Regions from separate parts of the Gossypium hirsutum genome. Here region 1 is linked to region 2. A link is a contact called in public Hi-C data. All regions are on one chromosome and are shown on one strand. Each heading gives the region's core, a stretch centred on a gene start, on an enhancer-like site or on the middle of the called end of the contact. The rest is flanking DNA. Distances are from core to core; before and after follow the strand shown. Region 1 holds the start of LOC107928768. Region 2 holds the start of LOC107928781 (mitochondrial adenine nucleotide transporter ADNT1).

What was found. A called contact is a pair of places that touch in the nucleus more often than the background predicts.
Region 1: a contact with region 2 is called in a Hi-C map of leaf, with 2.0 times the contacts expected there. The contact joins the promoter of LOC107928768 here to the promoter of LOC107928781 in region 2. A contact is called at or near these places in 12 of 34 Hi-C or Micro-C datasets (anther, callus, hypocotyl and 2 more).

Annotation. Positions count from the first base shown.
Region 1 is chrA08:75,726,268-75,731,527 of Gossypium_hirsutum_v2.1, reverse strand. LOC107928768 reads right to left here and starts at 2,290. Exons shown (of 1, transcript XM_016860035.2): 1 at 1,736-2,290. The coding sequence starts at 2,290. The coding sequence ends at 1,736.
Region 2 is chrA08:75,575,040-75,581,032 of Gossypium_hirsutum_v2.1, reverse strand. It overlaps LOC107928781 (mitochondrial adenine nucleotide transporter ADNT1), which reads left to right and starts at 3,929. Exons shown (of 9, transcript XM_016860046.2): 1 at 3,929-4,394; 2 at 5,523-5,571; 3 at 5,829-5,992. The coding sequence starts at 4,237.

The DNA of each region.
Region 1 (5,260 bases), core at 1,041-3,540, 150 kb before region 2:
AACTGAATGCCCTTTTTTGTATATCAAAGATTGCCAAAAAACATCTATTTTTGCTTGCCTTTTTATAACCCTATTTCTTTACAACTTGTTTTTCAATTGATTACTCTGTTCTTCTTGCAGGTACTTGGGCGGTGGATGTGACATGGGCGGTGCTGCAGGCGTCGGCTGGTAAAAGACCCCTAGGTGCGGTGCACCTAGGGTTTGTTTATTATTTTTTGATTTTGAGTATTGGGCTAACTTGGGTTTTGGGCTTCTGTTGTGTTAGTTGGGCCTACAAATTGGGCTTGTACAATACCCTTTTCTAAAAATTGATAGGATACTAAGAATTTCTGAAAATTCAAAAAATAAATAAAAATTTAAAAAACACATAAAAGTTCAAAAAATAAAAAATAAAAAATAGATAAAGTGAGAGAGGACGAGGGAAATATATATTTTCATTATAATAAAAGAAAAAGATTTGAAATATAATTTGGGTTTATCATTTGAGTTTTGAAAAATAATTTTAAATTTAACTTGAAAAAGAAAATTTTGTATTTTTTGGCTAAACAAATGGCATCAGAGTCAATTCAAAAGTCTCAAAAATATCAATTTTAGAAGAATTTCTTCAATATCATAGAACTTGACTTGAAGATATTACTACTAATTTGGTTCTGTTGTGTTATTAATTTTTTATTGGATTTTACTAAATGATTATTTCGTTCTTATATCACAATATCAAACAATCTTGAGCTTTACTACGATAGAATCTTGAGTTTTCTTGCATGAACATTAATTTTTAATCATATTTAATCTTTATATAAGATGAATATTTTGTTAAGAGATTGAAATTGATCTATTTTTTTTATTCGTTTTATGATTTTATGGCAACGCTAAATAGTTGTTGTTGTAATAACCTAGCAATAACTTGAAATTTTTTATAAAATTTTCTAGTTTTTAAATAAATTTGAGGTTTATTATTATTATTTATATATATAATTAGGGTTAATTGTCAAAAGTATAAATGAGAACTAAAATTATTATTATAGCAATTAAAAAAGTACCATTGTAAGCTACTTAATAGTCCAAGACTAAAAAAATAACTTTAAAAATATTAGTAATCAAATTGTATTTTTTTCTAATTAAGTGATTAAAACAAAAATTTATCGGGAATTAAACTGGTGTAGTATTAATGGTTTTTGCTAGATAAAAGTTCCCAGTCATTTGCTAGCTATGCATAGTGACCACATACATAAAGCAAATGAATACCCTTCAGTTCTAGCATATTATATGAAAGAAAAACCTTAATTTCTTTCCCACATTTCAGCAACAAAAACATGTTTTTTTTTTTTGGTAAAACAAAAACATGTTTTGATTATGCGACAACTATGAAAAAACTTAGACCACCTCATAGCAGCGACAATGGTGGTTTGAGCCATTACAGTCACTGGAGTAGGTAGAACTTATAGATCGCTTAATTCCCTTCCGGTAGATTAATTAACCAACAAAACGAGAACGCTAATCACGAAGTTTGGCCAACAAAAGATCATAAAGAAATGACTCAATCCAGTTCATTAATTAGATATGAATAGGTCAAAGTTCAAAACACCAAGTAACCTAACCTTAAGGACTAAAAGAAAACATCCTAAAAAAACTTCAAAATATTGTTAAAAAAATATCCACAAACTATTTGACTGCATCTTCATTGTGCAGATATACTATCAGTAATCTGTATATGCTTCTTTATAGTTTTTGTAATTCAAGCACATGAAATACCGACAGTGGAGGCTGCAGTGAATCTTTCGGATGCAGTTCTCTTAGCAACCAAGGCGTTAATCTCCGGCGAAAGCCCTCCAAAATCAATCTCCGGGACCTCAGGGATGGTTGTGAGCGAACCTGTCTTGTCGTAAACCACGTAGTAGTCGTCGTGCGATCTTTGTTTCAGCCACATAATGGAAGAACTCGAACTTTGTCTGAATCTAAACATGGATTTGAAGAGTTTTTGAATAGACCGAGAGAACTTGGAAAACTGCTTCTTGGAAACTGGAGGCGGAAGGGCAGAGGCGGTTGACTGTGGAGGAGCTCTGTCGACTAGATGAGGCATGGACATGGTTCTTGAATGGATTGCTGAGTCGAGTTGACGGTTGAAGGAGTTGAGTTCAAACGAGTCATAAAGATTGCTACCACAGTCCCAAACAGGATGCTGCTTGGCCTTCTCCTGGTTTTGACTTTGCTTTTGTTGTTGTTGTTGTTGAAGTTTTTCCTTCTTCTCCTGGGGATGGTGATTCTGGTATTGTGCTAGGGATTTCTCCATCTTGTTTGGTAAGAGGGAAAACAAAAAAGAAAGTGAGAAAACAAGAAAGGAGTTTGTGATTGACTGATTTTCCTTGAGGGAGTTGGTTTATGCCGAAGGGAAAAAAAAGAAGAAGAAAACGAGTGTGTTACCGCGTTCACGGATGTCTTCATATCAACCATTAAAAACGGAAGAAGTTTCCATGTTGCTAAGATTGCATTTATTCAAAGATGGTTGAGAGATATGACACTTCTTTTGCATACTAAATTAATTAAATTTAATTCTATTATAATTTTCGAGTTATATTTAAAATTCGTGGTTAATTGAACCCATAAGATGGGAAGAATTATTAAATAGTTTTTCTTATATTTAAGCTTATTACTAATTTGGTGTCTCGACTTGAGCACTACTTTAGTTAAAAAAATATTTGAAAATTATTTTCTACAAAATAAATTTTATTATGAAGAGGTTATTTTTTTCTTTTATATTTTAAAAATTAATAAAAAAATATAGTGAAATTTGAATCTAAAACATAATAAATCACACATATTTTAATTTTATAGTTTCGTTTATTTTTTACATAAAACTTTTAATAATTCACCCACATTCACTATACAAAAAATAATGTTTCGTCATATTTCAAAAATAAATCAACATTGATTTTAGGTATAATCTAGGGTGAAAATTTCATGACGTTTATACAATGAAACAAATAATTCAAATTTATTTTTTACCTTATGGTGACAAATATCTCAAACGTCATGATGTTTTGTGATGTTTATTTTTAACTTTCAATATTAGGGATGTGTCATAATCTACTTAAGTCAATGAGATTTTAGTTTATAACAAAATTGGGGCTTTAAAATTTTGATATCTCAAATTATGCATAAATAATGAGTTTGTTTAAGTTTAGCTAATTTAATTATTCAATTCATTAGTTTTAATGATTGATTCTAAGGTGAAAATTAAAAAAAAAAGTCAATATCAAATTGTTTTTAATTTTGTTTTTCTGGTTTGAATTAAATTTAAATATTTGGTTATCAAATTTAATTTGTAGTGATTTATTCTATAAATAATTAAAGTTAATTTTTAAATTTGCCTCCCTATGAAAGAAATCATAATGAAAAATAATTATATCTACGTATACCTCCGACATTGTTGATAGATTAATTAAGATCGAATGACTCTTAGATGAAGTATGAACACACGTTAAAACTTAATCCGGAAAAAAAAAACAGGGTTTCTAACTGCTGTGATATCATGTGAACTATGAATGCGAAGCCAGAAAGGTGAAATTAATTGAGGCAGCTAGGAGCTACCATTTTTATTTTGATTCCGTAATAATTATTGTTTTCACTAGTACCTGAAAATCTGATCTGGTTTGTTTGAAAATCATAAAGGTAAAATAGAATCCAACAAATATTGCATTGTGTTTTTAGTTAATTATATATGCAGAAGTAATAAATAATTTTTTTTGAAAGGACTAATATATAAAAATTTATTATCAACTAATTCCCTAACTAAGAAACTCTAGCTTTTACTTATTATAATTGTTTATAGTGGTCCCTCCATCAAAACGTCTCCTTTTCCAATATTTCCAATATATATATATATATGGAATAGAACTAGATTATTCCAGTCGTATCTAATAGATACTAGCTTCATTCCTGATCTCTTTTCAGTTTCTTTTGACTTTTTAAACTAAATCAATATTGTTTTGTTAAATTATGATTTTCGTCTTCTGTTATGTTGTATTAAATTTTAGTTTTTATGTTTTGATTTCACATAATTTGGTTTTTATTTTTTATAATATGGTTATCAATCCTTATAATTTAATAATTATATGATAAAAACAACCTTTTCAACTGTTTTTTCTTTTTCTGAAAGGGATATTATTAAAATAAATTCACACTATTATTTTAATTGACTTAACGGTGTTAGTTATATAGAGTAATGACATTATAAATGTAAATGGATCAAATTAAAATAAAAAAATAATTTTAAATTTATAGTCTCTTAATTGGGTATTACCTACTCTAAAAGTAATTTAAATTTAAATAATAGTTGTATAAAAAAAAATCAAGGTCATGCTAGTGATTGGGGGGTGTGGATATTATTATATTTATAAGGAAGCTAATTTTGTTTCATTGATTGTTAAAGCTATAAATTCTTTATATAATATATTATCTTTGCCCTTTATTTAATTATTGCGTTTATGCTTGGCTTTTAAGTAATAATAATTTATTGTTTAAAGATCAGATAAATTTTCATGAGAATCAAAGACCAAATGTCAGAACAAAAGAAGCCGTCGATTTGGAAGGAACTAGGGTTCACATATTAATTACACAGATTTAGAACAGTTCATGGTCCTGATTTTTTTACCAGTTGTGGGAAACCGGAGGAGGGAGAATTGGTTTGGATATCCTAACTTCATAGTACCATACCAATGTTTTTAAATACACCAATTAAAAGAAAAAGAGAGATGTGTAATTAATATGCTATATACACATATGTGGCTAAAATACATGCAACGATACAGACTTGCTATCTCTTCCTTTTTACATTTATTATCAATGGTCGTGCATTTATTTACATAATATTGAGACAACTACAATATGGTGAGAATTTTTGTAACCGTGAGAAAAATTGAAAAAGTAAAATTAAAATAATTTAAATCATTGGATGAAATTAATTTAAGTCATAAATTTATACGTATTATTAAATAAAAAGTCGCTCTACCCTAATTTTGCTAATTTTTTCTCTCTTTTTCCTATAAGCCAAAGGTCCCCAACGGTTCCTTAAAGGTGTTCGATGAAATTTCCAATAGAGTAGAAACAAAACTTCTTAGTGTTTGGAGCTAGGGTTTACGTTAAGAGAATCCTCTTGGTGCATATTAGTTGTTTTTGGCATGCGGGAGTTCTCTTAGTTCCTTGCTATTTCTTCTTGATTTTTTTGGGGGGGGATGGCTTGTTTTTCTTCATTTTCTTGTTG
Region 2 (5,993 bases), core at 2,680-5,179:
ATTTTTATGTTTGTAATTAGTAGACTTTCATCTCCACATATGGTTTTTTGTGTAAAATTAGAAAAATCATATAAATTGGAAACGAACTAGGAATTTCAGTACCTTAAACTTTTTGGCAAAACCCAAAAAAGCGAGACGGGCCCATAAGCTAAACTGAGCGAAAAATGAATGAACCACAAACCGCCATGGATGGCTAACCAACATGTGATAGTGTGGGCGGAATTGCTTAGAGCACTGTCGGACCTACAGGAATAGCACAAAATGCCATGGTGTTGCACTTTAGCCAAATGCACAGTGCGTAGGAGTTGTCGGAGCTTTACGCCCTAGTAGCCGTGTACAACTAGTGGCGATTGTCGAGCATCACGCCTAGTCGATCACACGATTGGGTGTATAGGCGAGTACATCGTGCCCTTGTCAGTTTCAACACTTAGCAGAACCAATCGCATGGCCGAGGCATCATGCACTAGCTAAGAGATGATCAAGCGGCCTATACCACATATGGGCTAGGCATCATGCTCAATAGTCGGCATCACAGGAACAACAGTACATGCATGTCGCATGGGCTTGCTGCAAGACAACCGAGAGCATCAGATGTTGACACTTAATTGGGTGGGAAGTGTAACAGCGATGTCCAACAGTTTGCTAATGAAAACAACAAAAATGGTGGTTGGCTGATGGTGACCAAAGGTGATAGTTGTGGAGGTAATAATGAATTTTTGGTTTGAGGGATTTTAGTTATTTTGGTGCATAGGTTTTTTTGGGGTGAATTCAGGATTTTGGGGCTTTTATGCAAAAAACCCAAAGTATGTTCTGGTTATTTTGGTACATAGGTTCCATTTCTTCTTGCAATGCGGGTATGGAATTAGCCAACTCACTTAGTAATTTCTTAACATGCAACTTATCCGTCCATGGTGCCTCAAGAATCTTTTGTTTCTTGTTACACTTCCACAATCCAATACTCAAGGTGGCGGTTCTCCTTGCACCATAAAAGATGAAAATGACTTCAAATTGCTTGATTAAAGGTTAAAATTGTTAGATTTTTTATATTTAAGATCAAATTGATTGATTTGATAAACAGTAGAGATTAAATTTGTTATTGGACCAATAAAAAAAGTCAATATCAACTTCTATCACTCATTTAGTGATAACTAATGAGAGAGTGATTAAAATATTTAATTTTAAAAAATTTAATTATTAAACTAACAAATAATATTTAAATAACTAAAATAAAACAAAAAAATATAATTGGTAAAGTCAACCCTTAAAAAATTAATTACGAATGTAGTAAATAATTATTAATTTAAATATGAAAATATTAAATGTAGAAAAATTTGAAAAATCGTTGTCATAACTACATCCACAACGCACAAGAATCTAAAAAGAGGGTGGTACAGTTGAATTTTTAAGCAAGGACCGCCCCCACCCCCCCCCCCCCAAAAAATATATATATATGTGGATGAAAATGGCACTATCCTAACCTACTCTTTATTTAACATCCATGAAATTCTCCCTTTCTCTTTACTCTATACTCATCACTATGATGTTCTTCAGGTTCTGCCTTAGCCTTTAACTATGTGCTCGAAATTCACTATCATCAAAATTTGTGGACCTCACCCCTTCCATCAAACTAGCCACAGCTTTTGCTTATAAAGAGAGGGCGAAAGCAAAAATATGATATGAATAATTTCTATCATCTATTTACACTTCTATACTTGTTATATATATGGCTATCACACATACCCATATGAAAATTATATACTAAAAATATAGAAAAGTGTCTAAAAATAACATACAATAAATAATAAAAATAAAATTTGAAATTAATTAATAATAACACATGAAATATATGTAATATTAAAATAAATAATATATTAAATTATAAGTAAAATGAAATTTAAACACGTAATACATCATATTAAGAATTCTAAATGTAGTACAATTATTTATCATTATATTATCATCAATCTCGAGTTAGTGTCAAATTGATTTATGATACCAGCTCAATCAATAACATTATCAATATATGCAATTGGAGGTAATAAAGTATGCATAATAAAATTAAACTGTATAAAAAATAAAAATAAAATTTAATACAATTGGCATGAATTCAAATCCCAACATAAGCATATTTTTTTATTGTTTTTTAATTAAAAAACTTAAACACCGTCAAATAATATAACTTACTTTAAATAAGAGAAGGCATTTTTGTAATTTCACAACCTAAATCAAGGGCTTAAATAATATTATAAAATAAATATTTTTGGCTAAGTTAGTGTCACCCATAATCGAGTCCCAACTCAGTTATTAAATTATCAGAATGTTATAATTTTGATAAAACAACTCATATTAATTTGAGAGCATTTTTATATTTTTTTTATGTGAACTTCTAATGATATTTAAACATGAGACACCCATAACATTTATTTTCTTAATTTTACCATTTCAACCAAAGTGTTATTTGGTTTTAAATAAATATATTATATAAAACTTTTCACTAAGTTTATGTCTTGAATTAACTAAATAACAACTCAATTAAAAAAAATCTAAAATAGCATTTTAACAAACAACAAATATTTATTTCAAAGGTGTTTATGTATTTTTTTAATAATTTACAAATACAATTTTGAACCTTAGGCTTTAATAAAGAAAAATTCAACCAATACTCTAAAATAATATTAATCTTTTTATATAGTGCTTATAAGTACTCATAACTTTTTTTAATATTTAAATAGAAAAATAAACACATTTTAGCTTATGTCCTCTATAATAGCAACAATGTAAATGACAACCGAGTTAAGACTCATTCAACTCAAAAAATATATTTTCCTTTTAATTAGAAATAAATTTATAAATATATATATTTTAAAAAATTCTTGTGATATAATCTAATAAGTAATAAACTCAATTAGTAAAATAACAAAAGTTTATGTGCATTAGTATTCTATTATCAACGAAAATTGAAAAGATAAAATTATTACATGTTTTAAAAAAATAAAATTAACTATAAAGCGCATGACAATTTCTTTAATTTATATTATATTTAAAAATTTGATATTATAAATCAAAATGATTAAAATATTTTTATATTTAAAAAATAACAAATACTTTTTATATTTTTATATAAAATTTATATGTAAAAATTTTAAATCAACTCTAGCTAAAATTTTATCCACATTTATCATAATTTAATTTTATTAAAAACTGTTATAAGTGCGAGTTAAAACGTTACATTGCGAAGTGCCAAATGACAAATGACAAATCGCAAATTGATTTATTTATTTGTAATTTATGAAATATTGAAATTTGATTACTAAAACTTGATATTAATGGAAAGGATATTTTGGATTTAGGTTATATTTAGGAAAATCATCCAAACATAGCAGTGCGATACGCAATATTTACTTAATGGAATAGAATGAGTTTAGGAAATCGTAATCTACTTCTGCCCTAAAATATTTAGCTTCTTACTCTTACCAAAATTCGTTAAAAGCTTAACTAAAAGGAATTTATATTTTTGGCAAACTTGTAAATTCGAATTAAATACTATCTTGAAAAAATAATTGCCAATAACGTATCATTTTTTCTTACTATAATTATATTAAATTCCAAAACTTTAAATTAATAAAAATCATTAAACAAGGTAAGATTCTTAATTAAAGGGTAACTCACAATTCTATTTTATAAGAAAAAGTAAGTTTTTTCGTTATTTAATGTACAATTTTAAAGATTCCAAACCAAGTATACTTGTGTATATGTTTGTATTATTATATTTTTATAATTCCTTGTATCAAAACAAAATCTTATAATTTACTGTAATATTACACTTCAAATTTATATCATATTCATATTAATTTTGGTGATTTATTTTTTAATCTTATTAATTAAAAATATATATATATATTTTTTGTTTGTTTGTTTTGAGAGGAAACGAGGGTTAGTTGTAGAGTGAAAAGAGAGGGTATTCTGGATATGGAAATTTCATTTATCTCCGCCAAGTTCCAGCAGTTATATATTTTTCTACAAGTACCCTTTTCTTTGTTTTTCTATCAACTTAGCCAATGCTTGCTCACTTTCACTCATTCCCCTAATCACTGCAAACAGGATCTCTTCTTCTTCTCCGATCACCGGTGTCTGCTCAGCGCCATATTTTGATCGGATAAGTTACGGTTCCAACGTTATATCTCTGTCTGAATTGCTTTTTTCCTCTCTTTTTTTTTAAATTTTATTTCCCAAAAAATGGCGTCTGAGGATGTGAAAAGAAGCGAGTCTGCGGTCTCGACGATCGTGAATCTGGCGGAAGAAGCGAAGATAGCTAGCGAAGGAGTTAAGGCGCCGAGCCATGCGTTGCTTAGTATTTGCAAGTCTCTTGTTGCTGGTGGTGTCGCCGGTGGAGTGTAAGTCCCTTTCTTTCTTAAGATCCGCTCTTTGCCTTTCCTTTTCTTTTTTTTTAATCTTCGACTAGTTTGATCGTGTTTTTTTGTTTCCTCCGATAATTTTTTGGTCCTTTAAGTTAATTCATCTATTTTTTTTTTGAAAACTTTCTTTTTCCTTCTTGTTTTTGCTTGTTCAACTCAGTATCATAATTTTCCGCTTTTAGAAAAATAATGTAACCTTTTTTTTTATATAAACTCAGTTACTTTTTCTGGAAAGCAGTGATTTTCTTAACAGGACTTGTTAACTTTGAAATTGGAAAATCGAAGTATGCTTCTTTTTCCTCTATTATGTTGAATCCAAGAAAATATGTATTTTTGGTTAAAATTTAATCACTCTTTATTTTTTTATGATGAAAATGTTCTTCAATATGTTTAATTCTCTGTTTTATGAATCTTTTACTATTGATACTCTAATTATGTAAAATATTGAATTGGGGTCTCTTCTTCTTTTGGTATTTGTGAATAAGGGATGATAACCATGTAAAGGTCACTGTTTGGTATTTATTGGTAATGATGTGGAAATTCTTGGAGATGCAAAATGGTTTTTTAAAGTAACAGTTACTTTGTCACTGAATTAACGTACGTTGATTCTTCAGGGGAAAAAAAGGCCTTTTTCATCATTTAGGATTTTAATAGGTTGTGAGGTGTTTTCAATATGGTTTCTCTCTGTTTGTATATTTCCACTCCCAGTAAGAGGCATGGTCGTTAAAATTCAGGGATATTGACTATGGTGCCATTTGATGCTTGGAGAAATTTGATGGTTACTTTTGTGGCCTTGCTGGTAGTTCACTGGAGGGCCTGAGGGATGGTTGACTCTTTTGATGTTGATAAATGAAGAATATATTCATTCCATTTTCTAAACCCTTTGCTTGCAACTTTTGTTGTCCTAAAGATGGTGGGAATGGTACGGAAGATCTGAGGATGAAATATTACCCTGTTGCCCTTTGGATGCTTTTTTTCATTTGACCTGATTGCACCTTCTGCTATGGTCATGGAATACTTTTGTATCTATATTGTATTATTATAATGTTTGACTTTCCATTTCCATTGCCAGCTTGCTTTACTTAGTGTATGTTGTATCTATTTCAGGTCACGTAGTGCTGTTGCTCCCCTAGAAAGATTAAAAATTTTACTTCAGGTAGTTTATGTTATCATCATCATTTGGTCCTTATCCATTAAGTTCTCATTTTTTGCAATGCTATAGTTTATAGCCAATGCCTCCTTGTTCTTCCTAGTGAAAGTTCAACATATTTTCTATTCTCAATTTTGTTACTGCTGGTGATAATCAGAGCTTTAACTACATTGTATATGTCCTAGAGTATTTCTATTATAGAGTAGCTGTTTCCATTTTTTTACAGCCTGTAGATTGACAGGATTTTCTTTCCGAGCCTGCAGGTTCAGAATCCTCATAGTATAAAATACAATGGAACAATCCAGGGTTTGAAATACATATGGAGAACTGAGGGTTTCAGGGGAATGTTTAAAGGAAATGGTACTAATTGTGCTCGCATCATTCCTAACTCAGCAGTGAAGTTTTTCAGCTACGAAGAAGCCTCTAAG